Linked DNA regions of Mus musculus: all the other regions are linked to region 4. Evidence: chromatin contacts called from public ChIA-PET, Hi-C and HiChIP or PLAC-seq data. All regions are on one chromosome and are shown on one strand. Each heading gives the region's core, a stretch centred on a gene start, on an enhancer-like site or on the middle of the called end of the contact. The rest is flanking DNA. Distances are from core to core; before and after follow the strand shown.

What was found. A called contact is a pair of places that touch in the nucleus more often than the background predicts. ChIA-PET counts read pairs in DNA pulled down with a chosen protein or histone mark. HiChIP or PLAC-seq counts read pairs in DNA pulled down with a chosen protein or histone mark.
Region 1: a contact with region 4 is called in an H3K4me3 HiChIP or PLAC-seq map of bone marrow-derived macrophages, with 8 times the contacts expected there. The contact joins two enhancer-like sites. A contact is called at or near these places in 1 of 39 promoter capture datasets (the 3T3-L1 cell line), 2 of 15 datasets of contacts at CTCF or cohesin (both in the NIH/3T3 cell line), 1 of 484 Hi-C or Micro-C datasets (bone marrow-derived macrophages) and 5 of 115 datasets of contacts at active chromatin or transcription factors (bone marrow-derived macrophages, embryonic fibroblasts, embryonic stem cells and 2 more).
Region 2: a Hi-C map of bone marrow-derived macrophages shows a contact between it and region 4, with 20 read pairs. The contact joins two enhancer-like sites. A contact is called at or near these places in 1 of 39 promoter capture datasets (the 3T3-L1 cell line), 1 of 15 datasets of contacts at CTCF or cohesin (pro-B cells), 11 of 484 Hi-C or Micro-C datasets (the BV-2 cell line, the HPC-7 cell line, Th1 cells and 7 more) and 3 of 115 datasets of contacts at active chromatin or transcription factors (bone marrow-derived macrophages, effector CD8 T cells and pancreatic cancer cells).
Region 3: a Hi-C map of bone marrow-derived macrophages shows a contact between it and region 4, with 6 times the contacts expected there. The contact joins two enhancer-like sites. A contact is called at or near these places in 3 of 39 promoter capture datasets (the 3T3-L1 cell line, embryonic stem cells and liver), 10 of 15 datasets of contacts at CTCF or cohesin (CD8 T cells, the NIH/3T3 cell line, embryonic stem cells and 4 more), 256 of 484 Hi-C or Micro-C datasets (the 63-12 cell line, the AML12 cell line, the AtT-20 cell line and 127 more), 32 of 115 datasets of contacts at active chromatin or transcription factors (PVALB interneurons, Th17 cells, a beta-TC-6 cell line and 20 more) and 6 of 9 other capture datasets (adipose tissue, bone marrow-derived macrophages, embryonic tail and 3 more).
Region 5: a contact with region 4 is called in an RNA polymerase II ChIA-PET map of memory CD8 T cells, with 13 read pairs. The contact joins two enhancer-like sites. A contact is called at or near these places in 2 of 39 promoter capture datasets (the 3T3-L1 cell line and liver), 2 of 15 datasets of contacts at CTCF or cohesin (both in the NIH/3T3 cell line), 81 of 484 Hi-C or Micro-C datasets (the 3T3-L1 cell line, 3T3-L1-derived adipocytes, the 4T1 cell line and 49 more), 7 of 115 datasets of contacts at active chromatin or transcription factors (T-cell acute lymphoblastic leukemia, Th17 cells, bone marrow-derived macrophages and 4 more) and 5 of 9 other capture datasets (adipose tissue, bone marrow-derived macrophages, liver and 2 more).
Region 6: a Hi-C map of bone marrow-derived macrophages shows a contact between it and region 4, with 25 read pairs. The contact joins two enhancer-like sites. A contact is called at or near these places in 1 of 39 promoter capture datasets (the 3T3-L1 cell line), 3 of 15 datasets of contacts at CTCF or cohesin (the NIH/3T3 cell line and embryonic stem cells), 16 of 484 Hi-C or Micro-C datasets (the C2C12 cell line, the HL-1 cell line, Sertoli cells and 10 more), 6 of 115 datasets of contacts at active chromatin or transcription factors (bone marrow-derived macrophages, embryonic stem cells, fibro-adipogenic progenitors and 2 more) and 1 of 9 other capture datasets (embryonic stem cells).

The regions. Positions count from the first base shown.
Region 1 is chr17:79,173,679-79,176,766 of GRCm38.p6, forward strand. No RefSeq gene overlaps it. Among named protein-coding and RNA genes, the nearest start is that of Qpct, 120 kb to the left of the region's middle. Within about 2 kb of position 1,618, at least 19 of the 459 cell types and tissues checked have an H3K27ac peak or open chromatin away from gene starts, as enhancers often do. A contact at or near this core is called in bone marrow-derived macrophages and microglia, where this site is marked.
Region 2 is chr17:79,297,417-79,300,457 of GRCm38.p6, forward strand. No RefSeq gene overlaps it. Among named protein-coding and RNA genes, the nearest start is that of Gm17315, 56 kb to the right of the region's middle. Within about 2 kb of position 1,710, at least 47 of the 459 cell types and tissues checked have an H3K27ac peak or open chromatin away from gene starts, as enhancers often do. A contact at or near this core is called in Th1 cells and bone marrow-derived macrophages, where this site is marked.
Region 3 is chr17:79,109,784-79,112,832 of GRCm38.p6, forward strand. No RefSeq gene overlaps it. Among named protein-coding and RNA genes, the nearest start is that of Qpct, 59 kb to the left of the region's middle. Within about 2 kb of position 1,253, at least 5 of the 459 cell types and tissues checked have an H3K27ac peak or open chromatin away from gene starts, as enhancers often do. A contact at or near this core is called in bone marrow-derived macrophages, where this site is marked.
Region 4 is chr17:79,582,598-79,585,544 of GRCm38.p6, forward strand. It overlaps a transcript of Rmdn2 not described here. Among named protein-coding and RNA genes, the nearest start is that of Rmdn2, 31 kb to the right of the region's middle. Within about 2 kb of position 1,579, at least 48 of the 459 cell types and tissues checked have an H3K27ac peak or open chromatin away from gene starts, as enhancers often do. A contact at or near this core is called in the C2C12 cell line, CD8 T cells, Th1 cells and 3 more, where this site is marked.
Region 5 is chr17:79,092,224-79,095,394 of GRCm38.p6, forward strand. No RefSeq gene overlaps it. Among named protein-coding and RNA genes, the nearest start is that of Qpct, 42 kb to the left of the region's middle. Within about 2 kb of position 1,263, at least 29 of the 459 cell types and tissues checked have an H3K27ac peak or open chromatin away from gene starts, as enhancers often do. A contact at or near this core is called in the C2C12 cell line, CD8 T cells and memory CD8 T cells, where this site is marked.
Region 6 is chr17:79,134,886-79,137,905 of GRCm38.p6, forward strand. No RefSeq gene overlaps it. Among named protein-coding and RNA genes, the nearest start is that of Qpct, 84 kb to the left of the region's middle. Within about 2 kb of position 1,701, at least 38 of the 459 cell types and tissues checked have an H3K27ac peak or open chromatin away from gene starts, as enhancers often do. A contact at or near this core is called in bone marrow-derived macrophages, where this site is marked.

The sequences.
Region 1 (3,088 bases), core at 368-2,867, 410 kb before region 4:
CTGTATCTGTGCATGTGAGTGTAGGTGCCTGTGGAGGTCAAAAGAGAAAGTTGGTTCTATTGGAGTTGTAGTAGAAGGCAGTTATGAGACACCTGCTGTGTGTTCTAGGAACTAAACTTTGAGAAAAAGCCACATGCACTCTTAAACGGCTGAGCCATCTCTGCAGCCACCACGCCTATGTTTTAAAGAAATCTCCTCTGTACAGGTTCACATCCTTACCATTCTTGGACTTCCTTATTACTTCTGTAGATCTGATGATCTATGAGATTGTAGATCTTTAGGGCTGAAAAACTTCCCTTTGTTGCAGTAAAGGTTGATCATTGTAGATTCTCTCAACTTTTGTTTGTCTAAAAATTTTTTATTTAGATTTTATTTTTTTTAGTTGTTTTATTTTTCTTGCCTATTTTATTTATTTACATTTCAAATGTTATTCCCCTTCCTAGTTAAACTCCCTATTCCCTCCCCCATGCTCCCTGCTTCTATTTTTAAAAAGTTTTGGTGCATATGGATGTTCATGTTTTCTTTCCTTTCCTGTAGCACTTTAGGATGTCACCTGTGTCTGCTGTTGTGTCAGTGTCACTGAGTCTCTGCTGTGATGCCACTGTGTCTCTGCTGTGATGTCACTGTGTCTCTGCTGTGATGTCACTGAGTCTCTGCTGTGATGCCACTGTGTCTCTGCTGTGATGTCACTGTGTCTCTGCTGTGATGTCACTGTGTCTCTGCTGTGATGTCACTGAGTCTCTGCTGTGATGCCACTGTGTCTCTGCTGTGATGTCACTGTGTCTCTGCTGTGATGTCACTGTGTCTCTGCTGTGATGTCACTGAGTCTCTGCTGTGATGCCACTGTGTCTCTGCTGTGATGTCACTGTGTCTCTGCTGTGATGTCACTGTGCCTCTGCTGTGATGTCACTGTGTCTCTGCTGTGATGTCACTGTGTCTCTGCTGTGATGTCACTGTGTCTCTGCTGTGATGTCACTGTGTCGCTGCTGGGATGTCACTGTGTCTCTGCTGTGATGTCACTCTTTACTTTGTCCTTCTGTATTGTACATGCCCCTCCCGAATCATTCCATTTCTAGATCTGAGCAATTTTCCTATGATGTGCCCTAATATTTTCTTTATACTTATACTTCATGTGAGTGTTGTTTTTAGATCTGTAAGTTTTTTCCATTTTCATTAAAATTTGAAAAGACTCAAGTTCTCTTACGTGTTGTTGCTATGTCTGTTTGATGTCTCCAATGTCTCCATTTCTACTGATTGTGTTTTCTTTAAGTCCTTGGATTTGTGTAATATGACTGTCAAAGTACTTGTGAACCATCATCTTCATAGTTTATGTGTATATTTCTGTTGACCGGCTTTCCCTTGGCTCTAGGTCCTCTTTTACTATCCGATTTCTTTAATTGATTACTTTCTTTTTGGATAAGATACACACAGCAAAGGAGTATCCCATTGTTAAGTCAATTTTTGGAATTTTCTTCTAGTTGAATTTTGTCAAACAGTGAAGTCATGTGTAGATTGACTTGTTTTCCTTGAGGCTTGGTTTTGATGCGGGCCACAGTAGCCTCATTGTGGCATAGCTTAGCCCTAATACTTCTGGGGTGCCTTCTGAATGCTCTGCTTGTTCAGTACAGTGTCTTTAGCATTGCTGGTTAGAATCTGCATGCCTCACAGAAATTATTCAGCCCACAGCATCTTGGTCATTTTTTTTCATGTACAGCTCTTTTCTGCCTGGTTCGCAGCTCCTTAACCACACAGATGCAGAAGTGGAAATTCTGCCAACGACTCCAGGGAACCCCTATGTGGATTTCTGGAGTTTGTTTCCAATATAAATTTCTCTTCTCTTTCTGGTGCTTTGCCTTGAATGTTGAAGTTGCCTCAGTTCCTCTAAATAGTACATTGTCTCTTCAATTCCCAGAGATCATGTGATCTGCTTGGATTTCACTTCCTTGTACCTTATTTAGTATCCAGGCACAAGGCAGGATGTTGTACATGTAACATAATTTATTTCCTTTCTTTCCTGAATTATGTCCTATGTAGTGTTGAAGCCCATGTTTGGAAATAATTCCTTTCCTTCCCTCCCCTCTTTGTCTCTTCCCTTTCTCTCTCTTCTCCCTCTTTATCATTCTACACGTTCTCCTGTACCCCAGGCTGACCTTGGATATTCTATGTAGCTGAGAATGAAGTAGAACTATTGATCCTCCTGCCTCCACCTTGTTATTGCTGGATCAAGCCTGGCAATACATTTTTTTTCTCATATACATTGCCTCATTGAAAAAAAGCAGTTTGTAGAAAAAATTTACATCTACTACCTAACACTATATCATATACTAGACCTTATAAAATTCTATTTTTAGGCAAAGTAAAACAATATTTTTCTGTTACTCTTCCTAGTCACATACAATCTGATGACTGATGAACTAGGAAAAAAAAAGCTATTTCAACTCAGTGTTGAGAAATTAAGAATTTTCAAGAAGAGAATTTGATTATTAGAGTTACTTTGATATGTCTTTTCCTTGGCTCAAGTGTTTTTCTTTTCTTTTTTAACAAATATTAAAATAACCTACCTGCACTTTTGAACCCACTCTCTTCTTGTCTACAGAAGGTAAACCCAAAACAGCTGGAGGAGAGACATATCTGGTCAGAAGGGATTACTCTGCTCTGAACTGCCAGCGACCGCTCTGTGCAGAGCCACTAGCGCGGCACATCAAGAAGAGTCTCTTATTGCCGTCTTCGCCAGGACTGTGGTTTATATGTTCCTATGGTTTGGAAGCTTGGACTTAGAATAAGCCATAGTACCTGGCTGACAAACCAGCCAATATAAATGTGCTAACCATATCCTGGCAGGTGGTCTGGTATGCTGGCTGGCTTCTGAGAAGTGATACACAGAGAGGCCTCACAGACAGATCACCACTATCTACACGCTCTGAAAGCGCTGGAAACTGGAACTGGAGCAAGTTCATTGCTTCCTATTTTTACTGGAAATAGACCAAAGAACGTGCTGAAGTCTCTCTACTCAGCCCAACTCCCATCATGCAATGCAAGACTGTTTGCTAAACTTTTAGAGTCTTTAGCTGGGTGGACTTGGGAAGAT
Region 2 (3,041 bases), core at 460-2,959, 290 kb before region 4:
CTGTCACAGACATCCTCATTGCAACCAGTGGCATGTGTGCTAGCTTTCATATGAAGAACGAGGAAGTTGAAAGGGTAGAATAATTATTCACTCACATACGGCTGTCATACAGTCCTAGGGCTGGGCCTGTGTTAGGCCCAAGGGAGGAGGGACCAAGGTATAGTTTCCAAATTGTGTGGTAGAGGTCCTTGCAGTGCAGTCATGTATATGGGTTCTGTATAGGAAACATATGTTGGGTGGGTGGTAGAGGATAGTGTTCCAGGGGTAGGCATCTGTAGTTCAGAAGAGAGAGAAAGAAGCAGATGAGCTGCAGGCTTTGTCCAGTTGTTACAAGGACTTGTATCAGTAGAGAAACGGGGGCGGGGGGGGAGACAATGGATATGGCAGCTTGGAGCTGTTCAGTGCTCAGAGATCTCTTCACATCATGTTCATGAGGGCATCTTCTTCCTGGTAGTAAGATGAAACCAATGAAGAGAAGGAAGCATGGTAGTGCTATGAATCAGATTCATCTCCCCCACCCCAGAGTAATCTCTCTGTCCAGAGGATGTAGAATAGATTTGGAGAAAACACACCCAACCTTCTCATTCACAAGCAAACAGAAGTCACCTTTATAATTTGGATCTCAAATGTCTGTCATGGGACCATACATCTGAACACCTAGTTCCTACCTTATGACATTGTTTTGGAAGATTGTAGGGCCTGGTAGAGTTCTCTTCCTACTGATCTGTCAGGATGTGAATGTTGCAGGTTCCCACCGCCATGGAGAAAGCTCCTCTGTTGCCATGCCTGGCCCACCAGGATGGACTGAGAGTCCCTGAAACTGTGAGCCAGAAGAACTCCCTCCTCCCTTAGGTTGCTTCTTTGAGGCATTTGGTCATTCTTGTGTGAAAGTTACATTTTTAGTTACATTGTGTTGGGCAGTCAAAAAAACCAAGGTTTGAAAGTCCATATACATCTCTGCAGGAAGCTAAGCTTAGAGAGCTTATGGGACATCTAGTTTGCAAGATTGTTCTACAACAAAACCACTTCCTAATCTTCATCATCTTCTTTTTCACTACCTCTTCTAAAGTTGGCCTCTTGCCTTATTCAAAAGGGTGGCCTAATGATTTTCAAAAGCTTTTTGCCAAGTTGAATTTATCTACCAGATGTATTTAGAAACTACTTTTGGGTTATACTCAACTGGCAGCCCTGTCCTTGTCCCCTGCTTTGGTCTTTTGGACCCACGGTTTTGTATAACCAATCCTCATACTTAAATTGTAAAACCAGAGGTGTGGTGGCTTGGATATACTTGGCCCAGGGAGTGGCACTGTTAGAAGGTCTGGCTTTTTTCAAGTAGGTGTGGCCTTGTTGGAGGAAATGTGTCACTGTGGGGGTGGGCTTTGAGGCCCTCCTCCTAGCTGCCTGGGAGACAGACAGTCTTCTCTCTTGTTTGCCTTCAAAACAAGATGTAGAGCTCTCAGCTCCTCCAGGGCCATGCTTGGCTAGACACTGCCATGCTTCCTGCCAAGAAGAGTTAAATGTTGTCCTTTGTGAGAGTTGCCTTGGTCATGGTGTCTCTTCATAGCAGTGGAAACTCCAAGACAAGAGGAGACTTTGTTCCATTCTAAAAATGCAATCTTCACCTTGGAAAGGATGTATGTCTCTGAGTCACAGAAAAGCCTGTGCCCTTCAGCACTGAGAAGTGACACCACAGAAGGCAGAAAGTGTTAGTGAATCAACTTCCCCTTCTGCCCAGATCTGAGAGGTGATACAGTGCTTGCATCTGCCAAGGGGCTTCCAGCTCTGACAAGTTGAGTCAGCACATTATCAACTGTTCTCCATGGGTTTGAGGCCACAAGTGGCAGCTGGAAAAACCTGAACTGGGTCAGGTTCACTTTTGTATGGAGCCTTACCATGTTGTGAGATACAAGAAATGTCTCTAGTACCACAGATAAGATGGGTGGCTCTTGTGATTTTTATGTGGTTTAAGAGAAAACTATTGAAGATATCTGAGATGGACTCTGTCATTTCTTGCCTGTCTTAATTTTTGTTAAGGTGTGAGTTGTGGATGTAGCAGCTATGGATGTCATTTTTCAGACTTCCCTGTGGAATAAATCTTTGCTTTACTGGATTAATCATTTGACTATATATGTGGATGGTTAGACATACAGATAGACAAACAAACAGGTAGGTGATATATTGATAGATGGATGATACATACATATAGATTATATTAATATGTATATGATAGATAATAGATAGATAGACAGATGATAGATGATTGATAGATGATAAATACATACATACATACATACATACATACATACATACATACATACATAGAGATTATAGATTGACATGTATATGATATATAATAGCTAGCTAGAGAGAAAAAGAGGTAGATGGTAGAAGATAGACTGACAGACAGATGATAGGTTGATAATTGATAGATCACACACACACATATGATAGATAGATATATAGATTGATGGGCACATGATAGATGATAGATAGATAGTAGATAGATATAGATAGTAAATAGATAGAGATAGGTATATCAGTGCTGGAGCTTCTATTTTGGGATTAATTAAAGTAGAAAGACCTCCCCTAAATGTGTGGCACCTTCTCACAGACTTGGACTGAATGAAGAGAGCGTTCTGAGCAGCAACATTCACCTCTCTCTGTTTTCTGACTTTGGAAACTGGTGTGACCAGATTCCTTGACACTCTTGATGACATGACCACCCACTATGAATCATACCCTCAAACTGTGAGCCAAAAATAACCCCTTCTCCTTATGAGGACTTTGTCAGCTATGCAGTCACAGCCTTGTGCTCAGTTGTTGCTCCTGGGTCAGGAGGTATCATTATTATCAATTTTTTGCCCTTTCTAGAAACTGTCCTTTTGCCACCAAGTAGATGGATGGCTAATAATGGTACCAGTTCAAAGAAAGACATAACTTGCTGGTTTGGCTCCCAAAGGAGGTCCACAGTTGGATTATGGCTGAAGGGAGAGCAGAGCTCAGCTCGTGCTTCAGAACAAGCTGAGGCTAAGAGAGCAGGC
Region 3 (3,049 bases), core at 3-2,502, 470 kb before region 4:
TTACGCACAGCCAAGGACAGAAGAAAACCCTCCACACAGGTGATACCAATAGGCTGCCACTAGCATCTGAGAACATCCTCTGGGCGGGCTTCCTAGGAGCAATACTGATGCTGCCTTGCGTGTCTGCTCCTGCTGCCCTTACTTTCTAACTTTGTCTGCTAAATTAGGAAGTCAAGATGCAGTTAGCACGGCCATGAGGACCAGACTCCGCTTTTGTTTGGCCCCTCTGAGGCAGCTCCCGAGGCGGAGCTCCAGTAGTCCACCTCGGATCTTTAACACCACCGCTCCTTCGTTTTTTATAGCTACTATTCTTTTTTTTTTTTAAAGTCATTGAAATGATTGCTTCACAAAGTTTTGTTTTGTTGGTTTTTTTTTGTTTTTTTGTTTTTTTGTTTTTGTTTTTTTGTTTTTTTGGTTTTTCGAGACAGGGTTTCTCTGTATACCCCTGGCTGTCCTGGAACTCACTTTGTAGACCAGGCTGGCCTCGAACTCAGAAATCTGCCTGCCTCTGCCTCCCGAGTGCTGGGATTAAAGGCATGCGCCACCACGCCCGGCTGAAAAGTTCTTATTTATTGCTCTTTAATATTTTCTAAAGCAATGCAGTTATTACAGTAAGTTTGAAAAGTATAGAGGTATAGAAATAAGAAAACAGTAATATTTCTCTCCCTCCATTCCCTCTTTTCTTTTCCTTTTGCAGAGATATGCATTGGACTCAGGCCTTGTACATGCCAGACAAGCACTCGGACTCTGAGCTCTTGGCCTTCTTAGATTTCTTCCTATGAATGAATATATATGAATATATACATATGTATATGTATATATATGTGTATATGTGTGTATACATAGAATATATATATAATCTTTTCCTATTCATATAAATTTTACTGTCAATCATTATCCTATCCATACTTTGCACATATAATATCCTTTCTTGAATTATTTTAAAGAACATTGTATGTTAATAAATGATTTGAAAACAGTTTTTAATGGCTCCATGGTAGTCCATTGCAGGAATAAATCAGAGTGTATTTATTTTAATCTCCCTCAGTATTTCTAATATTTTACTTTCATAAATAAACAATACCTGATGAAGTTTTGCATATAAACCTTTGTCCAGATCTCTGTTTCCTTGACAGTAGACTTCACACATAAAAGGGTGACAATTCGCATTCAGGGTTCATCTGGGTTTAGGGCAACTGAACTCCGGGATGACTGCTTTCTGCATGAACCTCAGGCTGCCAGTAGGTGTCGACTTTGCCTCATGTTTCTTCTTGCAGCTCTTTATCCATTTATTTTCAGGATCATCTTTGAAGGGCTGTGGGAGAATGCATTGTTAGTAAGTCAATAGAGTTCAAATATAAAATTTGAAGTCTCTCCCAAGGGTCACAACCCCGAGTGCCCGAGGGCTTGGCTATTTTTCTTTTCTATGTGTTGCTGATTGTATCCAACCCAGCAGCCTATGTGGTGCTGACCTGCTACTGAGAGAAATACAGTCAGTCAGCACAGCCTGCAAGGCTCTCTAGGAATGTGTACACATGCATCATACACACACACACACACACACACACACACACACACTCACACACGCACACACGCACACACGCACAAGGAGAGGGGAAAGACATTCGCTTTTGCCTAATGAGTGTATTCTTGAAGCATCCTATAATTAAAAATTGATAACCTTATAGAGATATCTATTTTAGACAGCCTCCTTTCTAAATAAGGAAACTGAGTCTTGGAGAGGTTAACTTGTTAACATGGTACAAGTATTGAGATGGTTAATCGCTGTTGTTGATGTGTTTAGATTGAGAGTCACCGGGGAGACCGAGGCACACGTCTTAATGTATCTGTAAGGACATTTTCAGGATGGCTTAGTGGAGAGGGAATGATGAACCTGAGTGTGGGTGACATTGTCCCACGGTCTGAAGGCCCAGATGGAATAAGAAGAGGAAAGAAATAGCAAGCCAAGCTACTGCTGGCTTTCCTGGACTGCCAAGGTGTGTCTACTCAGCTTTTACCACGCCTTCGCTGTGCCACGGAGAACCAACACCTCTGGCAACTGGAGTTCAACATGTTTTTTCTCCCTTAAGATGTTTCTTTATGGTGTTTTGTCACAACGATGAGAAATTTGATGAGCGCATGCTATGCTGAAGCAGAATTCAGATCCGGACATTTACCTTTTAAAAAAAGAAAAAATATATTTTTCTATCTGTATGTACACCTGCATACCAGAAGAGAGCATCAGATCATATTATAGATAGCTGTGAGCCCCTGTGTGGTTGCTGGGAATTGAACTCAGGACCTCTGGAAGCCCATACAATGATCTTAACTGCTGAGCCCTATCTCCAGGCGCAAGCACACTTATCTTTGAAGTGTATGACTTTAACAATTTCCCCATCTTTGTTAAAAAAAAATAAATCTACAATACCAAAGCTCTTTATTAACCACCTGGACATGGGTTTCTAAGAATTGTGTTTATAAGATCTTCCTGGGATATTCACGTGGGCATACCAACTGTAGACACCCATTTCATTTGCACTGGGACTGACTGGACAAATTAGAAGCCTTGGCTAAAGAGAATAGGTTGACCCATGTGAGCTGAGTGTTCAAGTCACTTGTCTTATGACAGCAACAAAGGTCTTCAAACCCTGGGACTGGCCTTACAGAGACCAGAAAATGTGTTTCGAAATTTTGACCTTTGTTGCTAGGCAACCACTCTCCCCCCCCCTTTTTTTTTGCCAGAACAAAAATATTATTAGCTGATACCTGGTTCATTCTTTAGCCTAGCAGCAGGGTGTTCAGGCCTGGTTCTGTGCTTTAGGCTTAGGCAGACCTGAAATTGACTTGTAGTTGTGCTGCTTACAGACGGTCTCTGAGACTGACCAGGTTCTTTAAGCTCTGTGCCTCAGTTTCTTCCTCAGAAGGCTGGGTATAACTATACCTGCCTCACAGAATGGAGGTGACTGCAAGATATTGACAGTATAAGTGTTACATCCTGTGCCGAAATTGCTGTCTAGGAGCTAACAGAAAGGAATAATATTCAATAAAT
Region 4 (2,947 bases), core at 329-2,828:
TGTTATTCAACCTTTTGTTGCTCTGAAGAGCCCTACATAGATGGAGAAAGAGTTCCCTTTTCCTACAAGAATGGTCAGGTTCAGAGAAACAAGCCAACAGGCATGTGCTGTAGAGCTCTGTCAACAACTCCTCTGTGCTCTGTCAGAGTCAGCAGCCTCGGCCCCTGCCCTCAACTCTGCTTTCCTGACTTAGTGATCCCTCTGCCTCACTCCTCAGTCTCTGTGGTGAGGAACTCCTGACTCATGTTGGACTGTCTAGAGTCAACAGTTATAGAGCTGCTGAAATAGCCCATTCCTCGGGATGACAACATTGAGTCAAATTCATATCCCGAACGTTTGCTAGACTAATTGGTAAGGGTTTCTTAAATCCTCTCTCTGCGCTCCAGGACAAAGAGCTGGGAGCATTGCTGAGGACGTTGTGCTTTATGTTCAATGACAAAATAAAAACTCTTATCTATTTTTGGACAGTGATAATCAGACAGCCTGAGTTCTAGGCTAAGATCTGCTTCTCCTGGCCATATGACCTTGGTAAAAATTATGTTCTGAAAGTTTCCTACCTACCAACCAAGAGGGCTGGGTTGGATGACCTGCTTTGATAGGTTAATACCCTGCTCACCAGCATGCAAGAGGGTTGGACTTAGTCATTTGGTGTCACTGTCCCTTTGAGAAGGCCTCCAGTCATTCAGATAATACCATCCTCCTTATCCATCAGTAAGCCTTACTTGTTTAATACACAAACTCCATAAATGACTTGCTTAAGGACACAAAACGAGTCATTTTCAGAGGCCTAAACAGCGACTTATGCCTCCCTGCCATTTTCCTTCCATTAAGACAGGAGGACAGAAACGATTCCTGCCATATTCCCCCTCCACTAACATTGTTTATTGTTAAAACAGTGAGCAGGTCTTATGCCTGGGCGGTTCTTGTGCCTTGTGTCCTTACCTGAGCAAACAAAATAAAAGTTTCATGCGAGCAGTATAACAGACCTCAAACTTAACCAATCAGGAACTGCCATCTAAGCTCTGCTAGGGACTTCCTGCCTGACCATACCCAGATAAATCAAATGCCTGACTGCAGACAGTCAAGTGATCTCTCTTCTTTGTCTCCCAGTTCAGGGACTCTCTGAATCACTTCCCAACTCCCAACGCCTTTGATGTCCAAATACTCTCTGTGAAGTCTACTTAGTCTGAAGCTTTGAACAGAAGGCTTTTTTCCTCTATGTTAAGCTTCCCGTTAACTGAAATATTACATTTCAAAGGGAAGTATACTTAAATGCATGGACCATCATCATTCAACACTTGCTTTTAGCCTGCATGAGAGAACATTTACAAACTGAGAAACTATCGGCTCCTCCCTCCCCCCACTTTTAAAAAAAGGGGGGCTTTATTATCAAGACATGGCTAACAGACCATTTGGAGACTGGAGAGATAAATAGTATGTATCAGAGTTTTATTTAAGAATCAGTGTTTTCCATCCAAGACTTACTGGCTACCCCCCCCCCAAATTAATGTAGGCTCAGCCCTGAGTCACATTCTCAAGGCTACCTCCAGAAAAAACACTGAGAGCAAATGTCTTTTCTCAAGGCAACATTATCTTATCTTTGACTTTGTTTCCTTATTCAAGGAGAGATCAAATAGCCTGTGTACTGTTAGAAGCAACATAGTAATCATAACTTCCATATATCTTTGTGAAAAGAAATTTGAGATTTTCTAAGAGCTCTGCCCAGGAAGTTTTTTCTTATTGTGCTTAATTACATCACCGTAATTTTCATTCACAGGGCCAGTTTGTCTGGGAAAGTCCTGAATACCCTATCCAGGTAGAAGAAGACCCAAAGGTTCCCCTAAGCCCCTGTGGATGGAGTAGAGGAACATGGGCTGTAGACGGGTAGAAAGGGCTAGAAACCAGAATATGCATGTGGTTGGGACAGAAAAGGAATGTCTAGACCTTGAAACTGAAAGTCACAGAGCTGACCACAAACATGAGCAGTTGAAGCCAGAACGTAAGCCTACAGACAGGAACAGAAGTAAGGACTGGTGGGCAGAAAACCCCGAGTCATTAGAAGCAGATGAGCACACAGCACGATGCTTAACCCTCCTGAAGGGCTCTCAACTCACTCTCAGGGCAGGACAGAAAGTGAAAGGGCGAAAAGAGTAATCCAGACTCAACTGTTAACACAACTGTCTTAGGGTTTTTCTGCTGTGAACAGACACCATAACGGAGACAGCTCTTATGAGGACATTTAATTGGGGCTTGCTTACAGCTTCAGAGGTTCAATCCATTATCACCAAGGTGGGAATATGGCATGCATGGTGCAGGAGGAATTGAGAGTTCTATATCTTCATCTGAAAGCTGCTAACAGAATACTGGCTTCTAGGCAGCTAGGATGAGGGTCTTAAAGCCCACACCTACAGTGACACATCTACTCCAACAGGGTCATACCTTCTAATAGTGTCACTCCCCGGGCAGAGCATATACAGAGCATCACACCAATAGAGAGAGGCTGCAAAACTGCAAACCCTGAGCTATTTCTAATGGTTATTTAATATCCTCTATTGTTTACTATGACATTTGCTTAAAAATTAATAAAGATGCACAGTGACAGCTGTATATATTAATAGCTGGATACTGATATTATTCTAAAGGCTCATCTTGTGCTACAGGAAGTATTTTGTTTTGTTGAAGGATGTTTTGGTATGTCTCTAAGGCTAAAATAAAAACATAGTAATCTAGCTTTGATAAAAATCAAAGCACAGTATCCGTAGTGATATAGAGGGCAGATTGGTCATCCCATATATGCCTCTTTAGCATAAGGCTCGTTAGAGCTGATGGTAAGAAGACACCCCTGCCTATTCTCCTTCTGGCTAAGGGTAGGGCACTGATTTACAACCAAAAGATGTTCTACTTCCCTCCCACTGGTCCTGACAGCAGTTAACCACTGAAGACAGCC
Region 5 (3,171 bases), core at 13-2,512, 490 kb before region 4:
CGTGGTTTAAGCAATAACAGGCAGCAGGAAAATAAGTCTCACCAGGAATCTGAATGATAGCTGGCATTGCTGTGTGCAGAATTATAAACTGAAGTGATTAAGCTCCTTTTAAGGCAGAGTGAAATTAATAGGAGATCTACTATAATCTGTTGAGTTGGCATTCATGGAATTATTTTAGAGGGGGTTGGAGGATATGTTGAAATGGGATACGGGAGAGCAAACACTTAAGCAGCTTAACGCAGCGAAGGCTTGCTTCCTTGCTTTGAACTGTTTTACTTCACCAAGAGTCTATGTGAATCTAAGAGGAGCAATCATGAGGTCATAAAGAGAGACACTTGGGGCAGGGATATGTTTTGTGTCATCCATGCCAGTCAGAAACGTTACTTTTTGAGAAACACAGCTGTCACGGAAGTGCTACATACACACTATCCTGGGTTTGGAATTTTAAAATGTGCATTTCGGAACATTTTACAACCCTTAGCGGAACAATTTGTATGTTTTGCCTACGAGTGTTATATATATGGCTATTTTTCTGCTTCAAGAGAAGTGAGTTCAAAGGAAAATATCCATAAAAGTGTATTCATAACTTTGGTATCTAAAAAAAAAAAAACCACGAGCCTGTTATTGTAGCTTGAGGGCTGTTGCTGGTGGAGAAAAGACAGATCCTTACAGTGGAGAAATGTTTTAGACAGAAACCAGTTGCCAGAAGAACAAAGCAGACCATGTTTGCAGCCTGGGCTCCAGCTCCTTAAACAGTGTATTTTGTGAAGCTTCTTTCAGGCATCAAAGAAACGCATTGATCACGGTGCTCCAGCAGAAATCATGTGAAAAGCTGATCATTTGCCCCACCAAACCAACTGGAAATTCATTTACTTAAAGGGGCTATGGACAGGGTTCTTGATTCTTTCATCCTTTAATATGAGAATTGGTTATATTCTGCTCTGATGAAGAGAACATCTGAGTCCCTTTGGACGATCTAAACCTGGGGAATGAAGGTACAGAGATCACGGGAATCAAGGGAAAATGAGGGAAACCATTCAGTAACTTAAAGCCAAGGTGATGTGGGCTGTTACATGCATTTTCTATCCACAAAGGCATGGGTATTCTTCACACTCAGGCTGCCTGTCTATGTGAGGTTTCAAAGATGAAGGTAAGAAAATTGAGGTTTCTCTCAGTTTCGGGGTTACTGTCTATATAGCCTGAAACTCTAAGAGTAGTTTTGAAGTGGTTTAACTTATTTCCGTCTTAAGCTTTACTGCTCTGACACCCACGGTTTATCTTTCAGCCTTCAGAAAGTAAAATGATTGTTCTGCTGCATGAAGCAGAAGCCATGGTATAAAGTCACTGTCACAGGGAGGAGAGATGTTGGTTAGCTAATTGTGTAGAAGGGTGGTAGCAGATACTCCTCAAATCCTCTTACCCATGAAAACTTGCTCTAGAATTCTGGCAATACATCTAACAGCAATAATTTGTGACAGTTTTGAAACAGGCTGGATGAAAGGACTGCCTGTCGTGGCTGAATCCCTCAGCCTCAATTTGGTTGGCATGCTCACGCAATGTGAAGTCACTGGATTGTGCTCATATTTCAAAGGCAACACATGGAACATGGCCCAACTTCCTGATATATACAAATTTGCCAGTGGAGAGTTTAGACTATTTGAGAATCAATATTAAGATCACATACTTGCCAAGAAGAGAAAGCAAAGTAGCTTAAAGCAAAACCTAGCCCCTTCCCCCCCCAAAAAAACCTCAACGTTACAAACACTATGCAAGTAGCAAAAGTAAAATTTAAAACTGATAAAATATGAACAACATCACTTATAAGTAACCCAGGAAATGCTTCTGCCTCTCACCCACTTAACACTGCTGGCACAAAAGGTCCTTGGCACGCATGGATTTAATAGTTGTGGGTTTGGCTAAGCAAGACTGACATGTTGTGATTTATGTTACTGGACCAATCGATGTAGAGATGGCGACTGAGGGAGCTGACTCCCAGCCATCGATTTTACTGCTGTTCCTATGATGCCTGCAGGAGCATTTGGGCTCCTTTCCTTGTTAAAAATCTATCTCACATCTATCTCCCAAACTAGATGATCTTGCTAGAGACAAGAAGTGTAGAACAATGATAGATGCATGCATTAGGTATGTAACTCATCTTCATCTTCTACTGATAGAAGGACTAATGGTATTAAACTCACCGAGAAGAATCTCAGTTTTATTTCTTTTTAGTGAGACTAATTATATAAAACAAAGGTAGTTAAGCATCTAACGAACTCTTTTAAGGATGCTAATGAAAGCAACTTGTTGTCATCCTTTTTGATAGGCTTACTTATGATGTTGTTGTTATTATTCTCCTTTTCTAAATACATAGAAATTAGAGCATTCTCTGTCAATGCTATGATTGAATTTTAAGGACTTGAATTTATCGATATATGACAGAGCTACTTTTAGGTTGGTTATAAAAGCATCAGAAAAAGCTTCCAGAGTGTTTTCATCTTGAGAAAGAAGCACTTGGGTAGGGAATCTCTCTCTCTCTCTCTCTCTCTCTCTCTCTCTCTCTCTCTCTCCCTCTCTCTCTCTTTCTCTCTCTCTCTCCCCCCCTCTCTCTTCCTTTTCTTTCTCCCTCTCTTCCTCTCCCCCCTTTCTGTATGTGTTGGAACATGAAGGTATTTGACTATATAGGACAATTTGCACAAGAAGGAATTTTTCTATCTCTATGCATCATCTCATGACATCATCAATAAGGAAAGTTGACTAGTTTTCAACATTCTAATTTTAGAGGTTTAAAAATGTAGGACTCTGAAGAGTGTACCCAGAAAGGTGAACTTCCCTGCCACCAGAAGTCAACAGTGATGGAGGAGACATTGTCCAGACACCATTTCTAGTCTGGTAGACTAGAAAGCTGAAGACTGAGGTCAGTCAGCTCAGGAGGGAAAGATTTGTTGACTATGAGAGTTTTAGTCCAGAAGTTCTGTTCAAATTCCTAGTTCATTCAGTATTTTGTCTCTTAACTTCAAAAACACCTATTTTGATAGCATCCCTCAGATGTTCATAAATATTATCAAGCTGATGTAGAGTAACCTGGGTCATCCATCAAGGTCATTGTCAGACCATGGCAGGGGCAGAGCTGAGTTGATATCATTAGTCAGGGATTGAATCTGACTTTGTCGA
Region 6 (3,020 bases), core at 451-2,950, 450 kb before region 4:
AACAAAACAAAACAAAACAAAACCAGGCTTTCCCTTTTAGCTCTGTACCAGTTACTTTTTGTTGCTGTGATGAAACATAGTCAAAAGTGAATTATGGGAGGAAGAGTTTTTTTTTTTTTTTTTTTTTTTTACATATGATTCAGGAAGGGGACCAATCAGGTCAGTGGAGGCATGGCAGCAGGCAGATGGACCAGGGAAATTAGCTTCAACATTTTCACCCACATGTAGAAGACAGAGTGAACAGGAAGACGGGGTGAGGCTGTAAGCTCCCCAAGCCATGTCTAGTGACATGCCTGGACTTCCTTCAGTAAGGCTCTGCCTCCCTGAAGAGTACCACCAACTGGGGACCATGTGTTCAAATGCCTTGGGAATGTTTCTCATTACACCCATCCCAAGGTCTAACTTGCATCTCAAAATACAAAAGAGGTGTGTTTTAGGTTGAGAGTCTGAGATTCTGTGAGGGCAAAACAAAGGACCATTAGAAGCTGGAGGAAGCTAGTTGTGAAAGAAAGAAGAGAGGCCTTGCTTTTCTTATTCAATTGTAAAGGGTTTTGCAAATTAACTGAGATATCCAAATGAATTCTGTTCATTTGCAGGCCTGGAGGCTGAAAGTCTCAACTATAAGGTTGGGCAGAGCCTTGTTTCCTCTGAATGCTAAAGAGTTGGAGGCCTTCTCTTTCCTCTCGCTGCTCTGGCAGCCCATGCTTTCTGGGTCTTAGAGCTGTGCACTAGTCCCTGCTTCTGTTCTGGAACCATATTATGTGTGTACCCCAGTTTCTCTTTTCTTAGAAGGAACCATTTCTATTAGAATTATTTCTATTACAGTATAGCCTCATCATTATGTTACATGCGACTGTCCTACTGACAGAGCTACATTTGGAAGTCCATGGGTCAGGTCTTCAATGTATCTTTTTAGAACATATGCTTCAACAGCTCCCTGTAGTTGAGTGGTCTGAGATTTCTTAGGGGAGAGGTGGAGCCTGGATTTCAGCGGAAGCCAGGAGCATGGGGGTAAGGATGACTTGTCTTAGGTTTTCTAAGCCAGAACAAGGGGTTGAAGACTTGGGGCAAGAACTGTAAGGCAACAGGGAAACAGGAAGCTCTGACTCATGTCCTGGGCTTAGACTGGATGCCTCACTGATCAACCCTGGAGAGCTGGCGAGGGACCGATGTTCACTGGAGCCCCGTGCACAGCCTCACTGCCTCTGCCTGGATGCTGCCACTCCGGGCCGTGCATATTCCATCTGGGTTAATGATATTTCAGTTGTTAACTTTTGTAAATGCCATCCCTGGGATAATGACTTAAGTGAACCTTAGCTTTAATTTATTCAGAGACAGAGCAAAAAAAGTTTTAAAATCTGGTAGTAAAGGAAAGTAAAAACAACTTGATGGGAGTATAAATTTAAGAAAAACCTTTTATTTCACTTTTTAAAGTGTAGGTGTGGTTTGAATGCATTTGCTGTCAAGCAGGAGGGCACAATATCCTACTGTGGGTTTGGGACCAGGCACACTGGTACTAGGTCAATATTAAAAGAGAAATAAAAGATTCCAGCTGGCAATTATTACCTACCAGGTGTCCTTTCTCATGAATGTCCTCTAGACTCCAGTCAGGGCACCGGGATGCGTGCCCTAAGTCATGGATGCTTTCTTAGTTTGGACTTTGCCCTGGCCATCTGGCAGGAGAAGGTACAGCTGCTTCCTCCTCATGAGGACAGTGGCACTTTGGCACACATGTACAGAGCATTGCCAGAGGCAAGTGACTCAGGAGTGGTCTGAGCCAGTTTTGACTTCTGCCTCTTTTTTTCCACTTTCTATGTGTTAGTGGCCAACTGACCTAGTTTCTGAGGAAACAAAGATCCATTCATTTACTTTAATAGTGTTTTTTTAAAAACCAGTAAAATTCCATTTAGATTTGTATGTTTTTCAGTTTATATAATTGATTTGAAGGTTACACATGTAAAAATGAATGAGACAGGTATGTAAGTCTGATAGGGTACTTCTGTCTTGCAGACATCTTAAACTTTTAATTCAGTGACCTGAATTAAGAAGTTAATATTGTTGAATTTCCCCTATCTTCATTGCATCACAGGATAGTGAATTAGTCAAGTCCTTGATAACTATCAATACGGATGAGAGATTAGATCACAAAGCTGCTGAGAGTGTATCCGTAAGACCTGGCTAATCTTTAGATTAAAGCTTATGAAAATGTTACCCAGTCTTCAAGTGTAGCTGCTAGACTCCTGGGAGAAGAGGGATCAGACACTGGCTTCCTTCTTGCAGAGTCTACTTTCAAGTAGGGAAAGCAGAGTAGGTTACTAGTACTGTCTATGGGAACCTAGGAGATACAAAAAAGGTGTTATTCATGCTGGGCTGAAGACAGAACAAAGGGTAGAAATGAAGCAACTGGCTTCACAGGTGATGCAGAAATGTGTTGGCATACATAGACATGGATGGCACATCGCTCACTCCCATGCTTCTGGTACTTGAGTTGATAGTATGAATGGAAGTAACTATTATTTTGAAAGGAAGCTGCACCTTCCAATGAAGGCCAATTAATTGGTTAAAACTTCCAAAGATTATAGAGAGTTCGGAATGTTACAAGTCCAAAGTCAGATCTTGGGCCATCTTCAGAGCTCTTCAAACTCATTTATTGACCTCTGTATGAGAGCTAAAGCCTCTGAGACCACATGATAAATCCTTTGGAATATGTGAACAGATAGCTAGACCCACTATCCAAAAGGCTAAAAGTGTCATTAGAAGCTGATAGCAGAGATCTTGAGTTTTGTTTTTAACTTACCTACCCAATGTTTCCACCAATGCGTTTTAAGATGTTTGATCCATGACTTTCTTTATTCTATTTATTATAGAATCTTAATGGAACTGTTTCCCATTGGAACATGGAAATTAGTCTAGCCCACTTCTCTGATCACAGTCACTCATATTTGGCTTCAGAATATCATCCCTCTTAATCCTTTTGAGGTGAGTTATGTGGGTTGTTGTTGTTGATGATGATGGACAGC